Regions from separate parts of the Sus scrofa genome. Here region 1 is linked to region 2. The links are chromatin contacts, called in public promoter capture Hi-C maps. All regions are on one chromosome and are shown on one strand. The core of a region is the stretch at or near the end of the contact, and the rest is flanking DNA. Distances in the headings are between cores, read along the strand shown.

What was found. Promoter capture Hi-C pulls out the DNA fragments that hold promoters and counts their contacts.
Region 1: a promoter capture Hi-C map of liver shows a contact between it and region 2, with 3 times the contacts expected there. The contact joins the promoter of SOCS3 here to the promoter of CYTH1 in region 2. A contact is called at or near these places in 1 of 5 promoter capture datasets (liver) and 1 of 2 datasets of contacts at active chromatin or transcription factors (alveolar macrophages).

Annotation. Positions count from the first base shown.
Region 1 is chr12:3,643,286-3,648,501 of Sscrofa11.1, forward strand. SOCS3 (suppressor of cytokine signaling 3) reads left to right here and starts at 1,434. Exons shown (of 1, transcript NM_001123196.1): 1 at 1,434-2,123. The coding sequence starts at 1,434. The coding sequence ends at 2,123.
Region 2 is chr12:3,353,046-3,358,915 of Sscrofa11.1, forward strand. It overlaps CYTH1 (cytohesin-1), which reads left to right and starts at 3,220. Exons shown (of 13, transcript XM_013989851.2): 1 at 3,220-3,340. The coding sequence starts at 3,319.

The sequences.
Region 1 (5,216 bases), core at 184-2,683, 290 kb after region 2:
GGTCCGAGAAGAAGGGAAGGGGAGCCGGAGCCTCTCCCGCTCGGCCTCCTGGAACTGCCCGCGCTCCGGGAGCGGCGCCCCCGCCTCTGCCAGAAACTGGCCTTCTTAGAAGGGAGGGGGGAAAGTGTGAATGAGAAGTTGGGGGCGGAGCGCGCGCGGGGGAGGGGCCGCTGCCAGGAACGCGCCGCCGGGGCTGGCGCCGCGCCCGCCGGCCGCCCGGGCCGCCTCGCGTCGCGCTTTGTCTCTGCGCGCGTCTCTGCGGGTCCCTGGCCCTGCTCGCGGCCCGCCCTCGGCCGCCCGCGGCCCCTCCCTCCCCTCCGCGCGCAGCCTTTCATTGCTGCGAGTAGTGACTAAACATTACAAGAAGACCAGCCGCGCAGTTCCAGGAATCGGGGGGCGGGGCGCCGCCGCCGCGTATATACTCGTGAGCGCGGCCTCCGCGGCGGCTCCGACTCGGACTCCCCGCTCCGCCGCCACCGCCACCGCCGCCGCCGCCGCCGCCGCCGCCGCCGCCGCCGCGGCGACTCCGGCCCCGCACGCCGCCCGTCCGGCCCAGCTCCCGCCGCCGCCCCTCGCCTCGCCCCCGCCCAGCCGGCCCGGGGGCGCGCAGGGGGCAGGGCGGGCGCCCCGGCGAAGCCCGAGCGACGCGCGCTCGAGGCCCCTTTGTGGACTTCGCGGCCGCCGACATCTGGGCGCAGCGCGGGCCACCGCTGGCCGCCGCGCCGCCTCTGCGCCTTGGGGACCGTAGGAGGCGCAGCCCAAAGGCCAGGGACTTCGGTTTAGGACCAGGTAGGAAGAAGGGGCGCGGCGTGGAGAGGGGGGGAGACTCGCCAGTCCCGGGAGCTTTTCCCGGTTTCCCCTCCCCTTCCCGGGTCATTCCCGGCAGGGAGGGGACGAGGTAGGGGGCAGAGCGGATGGAAGCCGGAGATCCCAGGTTCCCGGAACACCCGGGCTGGGGCCCTCGGGTTTCTCGTGTCCTCTCCCTACCCCCCATGCCTCGGGTTTCTCTCTCGGTCCCCGCCGCGCGGGGCCAACGGACTGAGCGGCGCCCAGAGCGTCCCCGGGGCCCTTCTCCTGCTCCCCGCCCCGGCCACGCTCCGAGAGATCCAACTTCCGCGCCCGAGTTTGCGACTCGGCGCCTTCCCAGTGCGCGCTGGGGAAGGGGCTGCCTGGGGGCGGGGGCTAGGCGGGCTCCGTGGGGTGTCTGGGTCGGGCCCAGGGCCCAGGCGAGCGCGTCCGGGACAGCGCTTGTCCCAGCCGCTCGGCGGAGGCAGGGGAGCCGGGGCGGGCCGGGCGCACTGGAGGGTTCCGGGCACTCACGCGGCGCGCGCCTTCCTCCCCGCAGCCCCCCGGGATGCGGTAGCGGCCGCTGTGCGGAGGCCGCCGAGCAGCTGCAGCCGCCGCCGCGCAGATCCACGCTGGCTCCGTGCGCCATGGTCACCCACAGCAAGTTTCCCGCCGCCGGGATGAGCCGCCCCCTGGACACCAGCCTGCGCCTCAAGACCTTCAGCTCCAAGAGCGAGTACCAGCTGGTGGTGAACGCAGTGCGCAAGCTGCAGGAGAGCGGCTTCTACTGGAGCGCCGTGACCGGCGGCGAGGCGAACCTGCTGCTTAGCGCCGAGCCCGCGGGCACCTTCCTCATCCGCGACAGCTCGGACCAGCGACACTTCTTCACGCTCAGCGTCAAGACCCAGTCGGGGACCAAGAACCTGCGCATCCAGTGCGAGGGGGGCAGCTTCTCGCTGCAGAGTGACCCCCGCAGCACGCAGCCCGTGCCCCGCTTCGACTGCGTGCTCAAGCTGGTGCATCACTACATGCCACCCTCCGGCGCCCCCTCCTTCTCCTCGCCTCCGACTGAACCCTCCTCGTCGCCCTCCTCCGAGGTGCCCGAGCAGCCGCCCGCCCAGCCGCTCCCGGGGGGCCCCCCTAGAAGAGCCTATTACATCTACTCCGGGGGCGAGAAGATCCCTCTGGTGTTGAGCCGGCCCCTCTCCTCCAACGTGGCCACTCTCCAGCATCTCTGTCGGAAAACAGTCAACGGCCACCTGGACTCCTATGAGAAAGTCACCCAGCTGCCTGGGCCCATTCGGGAGTTCCTGGACCAGTACGATGCCCCACTTTAAGGAGCAAAGGGCAGAGGTCGGGGCGAGGGGCCAGGGTCCCCTCTCCTCCGTGGCACATGGCACAAGCACAAGAATCCAGGCGTGAGAGTCCTGTAGCTCTGGGTGAGCCAGGGGACGGACAGGCCCCTCCCTCCGCGCTCCCCCCCACAGCAGAACAGGGCCGTGGGGACCTGGAAGGTGTTTGAGGGGAGGGGGAGAGCCACTCGCGCGCCCCTCCCCCGCTCCAGCTTCTCCGGAGGAGCCGGCGGGCCCAGGGGGACCACAGCAGCCTCCGCAGCGGATTCTCCTCTCCGCTTCCTCCACCCCCTGCGCTCGCAAACAGGGGACACTGCGGGAGTGCTGAACTCGTGAGAACTGCCGGGAATCTTCGAACTTTCCAACGGAACGTGCTGGCTCTTTGATTTGGTTTAAAACAGCTTTCAACCTGAGCAGGTCTTGGGCCTGGAAAAGGGTGGACGAGAGAGAGGGCGCCTCGGGGGCCCGGGGCTGCAGGCTGGCCAGGGACCTGGCCCCTCGCACCCGCCCCGGCCCAGGTGAGGAGGGTGGCGGCGGCATGCTCCATCCCTGGCTCTGGGGAGAAGGGCAAGGGGTGACCCCCAAGGGGACCTTTCTGCTCCCCGTCCCCCTCCCCCTTGGGACAGCCACCAAAAATACAGGTCCCAGAGTCCATCGAGTGCTGGAGAGCCCAGGGCCCTCCCCTGTTTTAAGGGGGAAGTGGCGTGTGGAGGGGAGAGCGGGCTGGTCCATTGTTCTTCTTTCCCCACCCAGGCTGTACCTTCCAGCACCTGGGGGGTGGGGAAGATGGAGGAGATGAGCCACCTTTGACCCCAGACCCCGGACAGAGAAGATGGGTGTTCTATTTTGTGCCTCCTGACTATGTCTGGCTAGGAGATTCGCCTTAAATGCTCCCTATCCCATGGATAGGGACTGGCACACAAGAAGCCACACACTCAGCCAATCCAGGCCGAGGCCAAGGGGTTCTCGCCGCGGTGGCGCCCACCGGCCACTCACCGTTTGGTGGGGCAGAGATGAGCGCAGGAAGATGCCAGCCTAGTTGGTATTGGCCGGTCAGGGGTGCCGGGGGCCAGAGCAGAGCCACCAGGCCCCAGAGCCCCCAGACCCTGCCCAGCCCTCCCTCCTCACCTCGGGGAGCTGGCAGGAAGTCAGAGGCCCCGTCACCCAGCTGCTCCCGCTCTGCAATAGCACTGATCAGTGAAAACCTACAAGAATGTAGTGGCGATGGAATTACCTGGAACTGTTCCTTTTTTGGGGAAAACTAAACAAACAAAAAGGTTTCTGTGTCAGGTATTGGGCTGGATGGGGCAGCTGTGTGTTGGGGTGGTTTCTTTTTTTTTCTGTTATTTTGTTTGGGTTTTGTTTGTGTTTTTTAATAATGTTTACAATCTGCCTCAATCACTCTGTCTTTTATAAAGATTCCACCTCCAGTCCTCTCCCCTCCCCCCCACCCAGGCCCTCGAGGCTGTTAGGAGATGCTTGAAAAACTCAACGAAATACCAATCCAAGTCAAACTTTGCACATATTTATATTTATATTCAAAGAAGAAACATTTCAGTAATTTATAATAAAGAGCACTATTTTTTAATGAAGAACCTGCCTTGAGCCTTTTTGCGCCCCCTCCTGCCTTGTTCTCTCCTGCACCCACCCCCACACTGTGCATCCGAGGGAGGAAGAGGAGCCACACCGAGGGGGACGGCTCTGCCCCCTCGCTGCCCCGGTGCGCCTCGTGATGGAATCCAACTCGGCTTCACGTCACCGACAAGCTAAGGCAGCCACCTAGACTCTACCGAGAGGGGTAATTCCTGCTAGTCTGATTCAGATCTGACCAGAATATGCAAAGCAAGTTCGAAGGAAGCGCTTCAAAGGGTTTGCAGGGAGTATAAGCTGAGCTGTGGTCAAAGCTTTTAGAGGCTCCAAGCTATTAGAGGCGCTGGGCTCCGTGGCCAGGGACGTGTTCCGAGAAAGCCCAGACTACAGGGTCCCGGTGGTGACCCCTGACCTCGGCCCGGTCCGGTGCAATGGAGGTGGGGGGGAGGGGCAGTCTCGGGGGTAACCCCCCTCCCCCACCCCCAGGAGCCCCAGCCTGAGCGGTGCCTGGGGCCACCTGCCTCCCAGTAAGAGCCCCCACCCACCCACCCCCGTCTCTTTACCTCTTTTCAGTGACTCCCCACCTGTGGGCACTTGGAGGCCGCCTGGGTTAACCTTGGCAGCCATCGCCAGGAGGCTGGTGTTATCACCCCATATTTTCAGACACAATCGTGTGCTCCATGGGAGCGGGAAGTTGGACCGGTCACTTGCGATGCCTAGAACGGGTGCTCAGTAAATATTTGTTGGCTGAGTGGGGACAGCCTCTCAGGTTCACGGAGGTTAAGCAACGGCCCAGGGACACACCACTTGGGAATGAGGGAGAGACACAGGCTAGGAACCCAGCAGCCTTTGACTTTTCCAAAGCCCCTGAACTAACTCTCCGCCTCCCTATATAAGACTAAGTACGCCCTAGGGTGGCCCCTAGGTGGGTCTCCCCGCCCCCAACCCCTCCGCAAAGCCAAGAGGTTGGTGACCCCCACACCCGCCACCCCGCCACACACACCCTCCACACTCGGGGCTAGGGTTCTGCGCCTTCTCCATAACGCTTCCCTCTCATGCTTCTCCCGCCTCCAAGCCCCCAGACCTGACAGCTGGAGAGACGAGTGTTTGCCCCAAGTCAGGGCCCCCTCCCCGCCTCTGAGCCTCGGATGCCTGAAACAAATGCCAGAGCCCTCTTCTGGGCCCCCGATAAGCTGCTCCAGTCCAAAAGGCAGCTGAGAGTAAATAAACAAAGTCGTTTTTCTTTCCCATTTCCTGGACTTTGGGGGAAAATAACCTAAAGTGACGAGAAAGGGCCCGGCCAGGCGTGAGACCGACCGCTGAGTGGACAGAGCACGTAGGAACCACACCAGAGAGACCCCCACTTCTGCAACCAGGAATGCAGACGCAGGCAAGGTCACCTTCCTGCGGGGGGGGGACCCCCGTAGGGGGGACCCCCGTGGGGTGGGGGGACCCCCGTGGGGCCTGGCTCCCCAGTGCCCCCCAGGA
Region 2 (5,870 bases), core at 1,970-4,469:
GTGGCTTAAAACAACAGAAGTTTATCCCCTCACAGTCTGGAGGCTGGAAGTCTGGAATCAGTGTTGGCAGGGCCGTGCTCTCTCTGAGGAATCCTCTACCTCTTCCAGTTTCTGGTAACCCGGGCGCCACTTGGCTTGTGGCAGTGCCTCTCCAGTGTCTGCCTTCATCTTCACGTGGCCTTCCCTGTGTATCTGTGTCCTCATCTCTTTTCATAAGGACACTAGTCATTGGGTTGGGACCATCCTAATGATCTCATCTTCACTCGATTACATCTGCAAAGACCCTGTTTCCAGACTAGCTCACAATTCACAGGTACTGGGGTTAGGGCTTCAACGTATCCTTCTGGATTCACAGTTCGACTCCTAAGAGGATGGAGGGTCTGTACTGAAGAGTCTCCTGCTTCTGTTGCCCTGGCAACGGACTCCTCTCCCCGAGGCAGGGTGGTCTCCAGGCTCCCGTGTGACCTGCCAGCCACAGTCCACACTCATCCTCTATGGTGGAATCCTCAAGAGGGCACGGCTTTGTGGCCACTTCCTTTGTGCTGTGCCCCCAGCATGTTGAACAGTGGCTGGCACAGTCCAGGCCGCTCCCAATGTTTGTCAAATGGCTAAATGTACGAGTGAACACACGTCACATGTATGTGTATTTTTGTTAGAGATGGAAATATACACACCTGTCTGTCCTCCTTTTCCCACTTAATACAGCTTGGCACTCGGCTCACGTGGGTGAAGGTGGCAATCAGCCTCCATCTTTTAAAAGCCTGTGGGTGCTCCCTTGTGTGAAAGTATCGGAAGCCGGGAACCTGCTCCCTTTTGAACACTGTTTCTAAAGAAGTTTGAAACACCATCGTATATGCACAGGAAAGAATGCATCTGGGGTTACCTCGGCTCACAAAACTTGCTCTGAAATTCTAATGTTTGAAGAGATCTGGGGGAAGCAGCAGACAACTAGACTCCCTGCCTCCAGCTCTGCCCTTTGAGGTCTCGCTGTGCTCCAGGGGCTGAGGACACAAGCGGCAGGTGAAGCTGAACTGGTGGCTCCTATTCTACACTGTGAGCTCTGTGAGCCTCAGTTTCCAAATCTGTAGTGGGCGATAGCAGTTCAACGAACCCTCCCAGCCATGAGCTGATAGAGGGTCTTACGACAGTGACCCTCAGTCACGTCCATTTTACATCCCTACCAGCGCCAAACATCATCCTTATGATGTGTGATGGACGTGGATTCTATTTTATTCTGTCTTCTCTTCAGTCCATGGTGACTGGTTTCTCAGCCTTTCAGCGTCAGGACCTGCCTTTTGAACACTCCGTTAAAATGAAACAATGTAAGTTAAGGGAATTTGTAAAGAGTCCATTCTATGCTAATCGAAGTGATTAACATTCAGGCCCCGTATCCCTTTCCATCTCCAGGGACCGGGTTTGGGAGTTGAGATCAGATCTTAGAACTACCTTGTTACCTGAATTGCTTTCCTCCCAAGTTTTGGTCATTGAGCAAGAGTTAGGTGAAACCAGTGACGACTAAACTCCTAGGTCCACCAGAATCAACCTTTGAGAAGTAAGAGAACAAACACTCTGTACAGCGGAAGTGTCTGACTTCTGGAATGACTCGCAAGCAGCACGGAATCTAAGGAAAAGGAGACCACCTTCTCGGACGCTCAGGAGCCATCAAGCTTCTCCACCACAGGCTGGTCAGACAACTCAGGGGAGTCAGAGGGTGTCTGTGAACACATGATTGTCTCAGCCACCCAAGGGTGGGCCAGAGCTGCACCCTGATGGGATGTAACAATTAGGATTCCTCAGGCTGATGTGTTGAAATCCATCTCATCTAACAAAAATATTGTCCGCGGTGGAGAAGCCGAGTGCACGGTGACAGATCTGTCACTTCGGAGATCAATATTGGGCAGAAGCCCGGATTTTACAGGCAGAGGCTGTGTTCTAGGAGTGGGAAACAGGTCCGGGGAGTCGAGCTGTTTGCCCAGGTCATAAGGCAAATAGGAAGCAGATGCAGAAAGTTTCCTCATTCATTTATTCCTTCTGCATGAGAGGAATTACTTTTCTTTGTTGTCTCCTGGGAGGCATATTTTAGGGCTGTCTGGCCAGTAAGGAAACAGGCTGCTGAGACAGGTATTGCAATCCAGGTCTTGTGACCTTTAAGGGACATTTCTGGGGATTTGGGTTGTGCTTTCCTCCAGCAGCTCCGGGGTGCAGCACGTCATGCTGCGTGTCCAGAGCTGTGCACACCAGGAGGAGCCTGGACCTCCCTGTGCGATGAGTGATTTTGATGTCCCTTCCAGCTGAGGCACTTGTAATTTTTATGGGTAACACCAAACCAAGGAAGAGTGACTGCAACTGGGAGTGGCTGGAAAAATGGCGTTTTTCTTCACTTTTCTAAATTAAAAATTGCAGAGGTCCCCACCCCCAGGTGCAGAGCTCAGGCCCATGCTCAGCAAAGGGGGGCAGCTCAGTTTACTGGTGGGAGGGGACTGGTCTGCAAAGTGCAGGCAAATGAAACATGCAGGGAACAGTCTAGAAACTCGTGAATTTAAGAGGCACAGGAATCAAGGTCTCCGAAAGCCTTCATGGCTCAGAGACGAGGTGCTTCCCTTTGAAACTAGATCTGGTAAATAAAGACAAGTAAAAGAAAGTATGAGACTGGGATCTCATGACAGTCACAGTACTAAGATTCAGACCACAGTAATAGTGAATTCAAATATTCTGGTCTTTGGCCAAGGGCCAGGCTCCTCTGGCAATCTGGGCGGGCCTGACCTGCGAAGCTGACGTCAGCGAGGGCCACCCTGCCCTTCAGTGGCCGGACACGACCTTGGGCCTTTGTGGGCGGCCTGGCTTGGGTTGTGTCGCTGGGGCCAGCTCTGCCCTTGCGAAAGCCGAAACCTGCGGGGCCTCCGGAGGCGGCCGGGGCGGGGCTGGGGCTGGGGCGTGGTCGGGGCGGGGCCTCTGGCCAAGGGGCGCGCCGGGGGCGGGGCCTGGGTGGGCGAGCCTACGCAGGAGCGGGCGCTCTAGAGGACGCAGCCCCGGCAGCCCCGGCGGCGCGCGCGCGAACGGCGGGGGCGGGCCTGCGGACCCGGGGGCGGGGCCTGGGCGGGCGCGCGTGCGCAGGCGCCGGCCGGGAAGCGGCCGCGTGCAGGGGAGTGTGTGTGTGCGCGCGCGCAGGCGGCAGGCGGGGCGCCCCGCGGGAGGCGAGGGGCGGGCGGCGGGCGCGGGGCCGGGGGCGGGGCTCCGAGGCGGGCTGGGCTAGTGGGGCCGGGAGCGACGGGACCAGGGGCGAGCGGCGAACCGGGCGTGGAGCTCGGCCCCGGCACCATGGACGAAGACGACAGCTACGGTCAGTATGGCCCGTGGCCCGACCGGCAGACGCCCTCTTTCTCGCTTCCTCTCTTCTCCGGCCCGGCGCCCGGCCGCGCCTCTGGCGGCTCGCGTTTCCCGGGGACGGTGGTGCCGGACGGGAGCCCGGGGCAGCAGGGCCGGGCGGTGGCCTCCGCAGGGCAGGGGTCCGCGGTGGCCCGGAGGCGGAGGGCTGAGGGACGCTGAGGGGCCGGCGTCGCAATGTCCGGGTCTCCAGGGCGGGCGCCGGGGGTCGCCGGGCTGGGGTCTCTGGGGCCGTGGTCGTGGACCGGGGTCTCAGGGCCCGAGTGTCCAGGGTGGGGATCTTCGGGCCGATGCTGGCGAGGCGGGGATCTCCGGCCTCCGGTCTCTGGGACGTGGGTCTTAGGGCCCGGGGTCTCTGGGGCGAGGGTCACTGGGTCTGGGTCCCGGGGGCGAGGGTCGCCGGGGCGAGGATCTCGCGGCGGGGGTCTCGGGCTGCGTTCGCAGAGCGAGGGTCGCGGGGCCGGGGTCTCGGGCTGGGTTCGCAGAGCGAGGATCTCGGGGCGGGGGTCTCGGGGCCGGGGTCTCGGCGGGGGTCGCGGGCCGCTATCCGGCGCGGGCCCGGCCGTCCTGCAGCCCCACCGCGGGCCTCAGCGATCGCTCGAGTCCCCGCGGGCGCGTTCTCCGTAGTTTCCGGCCCTTTCGGTGTTCGCAAGTTGTGTGCCCCGGTCCAGGTCTTTGTTCAGAGCGAAAATGAGAAAACAGAGCCAGCGAACCCGTAGTGGGCAGGCTGCGACTTGAGGGTGCCGTCGGGGCCAGGACCCCGGCCACCCCCGATCGCTGACCGCTGTTGCGTGTGAACTGGCTGCTGGTACGAAACTCCTGCCGGGGAAGCCCGACGGGCGCGGAGTAACCCAAGTTTGCTTTCTTGTCTGCGCACAGAGACGCGGCATCGTAATCACACAACACAGAGAAAACTTGACAAAACTACCATTTTGCAAATCCTCCTCCAGCTAAGCTTACCCTGGAAGCTCTTGGCCAGCGGCAGGGCATTCCTCCCGCAAATAGCTCCAGATCGTGGGGTGCTGCAGGTTCCGTGAGATGCTTTAGTTAAGTCACTGACCATTTTGTTTATAGGAAATTAAAGAGTGGCCTATAGAAGGAGTGGTGAACTTTTGTCGTTTAGTGGCAGAGTTTGAAACGCTTATGAGGCTAAATGGAACCCAGTCCTGCTTTAGTGACAAAGCGACATAGGCAGCGTTTGTTTCTTGAATTCTGAGGGAGCAAGCTTTGTCAGTGGGCTAGGTTATAAATGTGAATGGTGAAGCATGTGGCTATGGTTTTCTGTTTATTTATGGGTAAGTTGTTGAGGAACTGCTGACGCCAGAAGGGTGGACCCTCAACCGTGAGTGGCAGACGGCAAGGGCCGCTGCTCTCAAAACCCGCTGTGGCCTGAGGTCCACAGCCCATGAGGGGTGGTACCCATCCCATGTCCCCTTGTTTCCTTACAGGTAAAAGCAGTATGTGCTGTTTGTTCTGTGATTGGGAAAAAAAAAAAAAAAAAATCACTAGACCGTAATGGGAAAGAATTAAAAAAAAGTGTGTGTCTCTGAATCACTTTGCTGTACAGCAGAAATGAACACAACATTGTAAATCAACAATAATGCTTCACCTTAAAAAAGATTTAAAAAAGGATTGAAATAAATGTGAAATTCTCTAAAAAAGAAAAAAAAAAAAAAAAAAAAAGACCCTCTGGCGGGGCGCAAAGGATTTTTTGGCCCCTCCGGGCTTCTCTCTTTCTGCCCACCCGGAGAAGCCTTCTCCAGCTTGGCCTGCTGCTGTTTTCTGTGCTGTTGCTTTCTGCCGGATCTCAGAGATCGCAGTGTTCTTCTCCCAGGCTTTCTTCATGCTCGCTCCTGGGGTTCTGACCCACCGGGCGAGGCAGGAAGCTGTTGGTCTGGTTGCCTTTAACACAATGACTGCCCTGCCACCAGGCATGACATGAGTTTGTGCTTGGAAGAGGTGAAGGGAGGCAGGCTGTACTTGTTTCCTGTGGTGACTCTAACTTGGTGGCTTACAACAACGTACATTTGTCTTAGAGTTCTGGAGGTCAGAAGTCCACATTTGGCCTCCCTGGGCTGAAATCAAGGTGTTTCTAGGGCTGTGCTCCTCTCTGAAGGTCCCAGGGGAACATCTGTCTCCTCGCCCTTTCCAGCGCCTGGAGGCTGCCCACGTTGCTTGGCTGGTGGCCACCTTTCATCTTCAGAGCCAGCAGGTAGCATCTTCTCATTTCTCTCTGACCTCTGCTTCTTCTAATGAGGACCTTGTGCTGCCCTGGACCCCCTTGGATGAGGATAAGGACCCGAAGCCTTAATTCTGCGCTGGTTAATCCCCTTTTGCTGTGTAGGGGTAACGTACTCACAGGCTCTGGGACATCTTTGGGGGCTGGCTGACCCCGGGGAAAGATGAAGAAGCTTTTGCTTTCTCTTTATACAATTCAAAAAAATTATATTCTTTGTATTTTGGAGGAACCAGAAAGGTTGAATTAG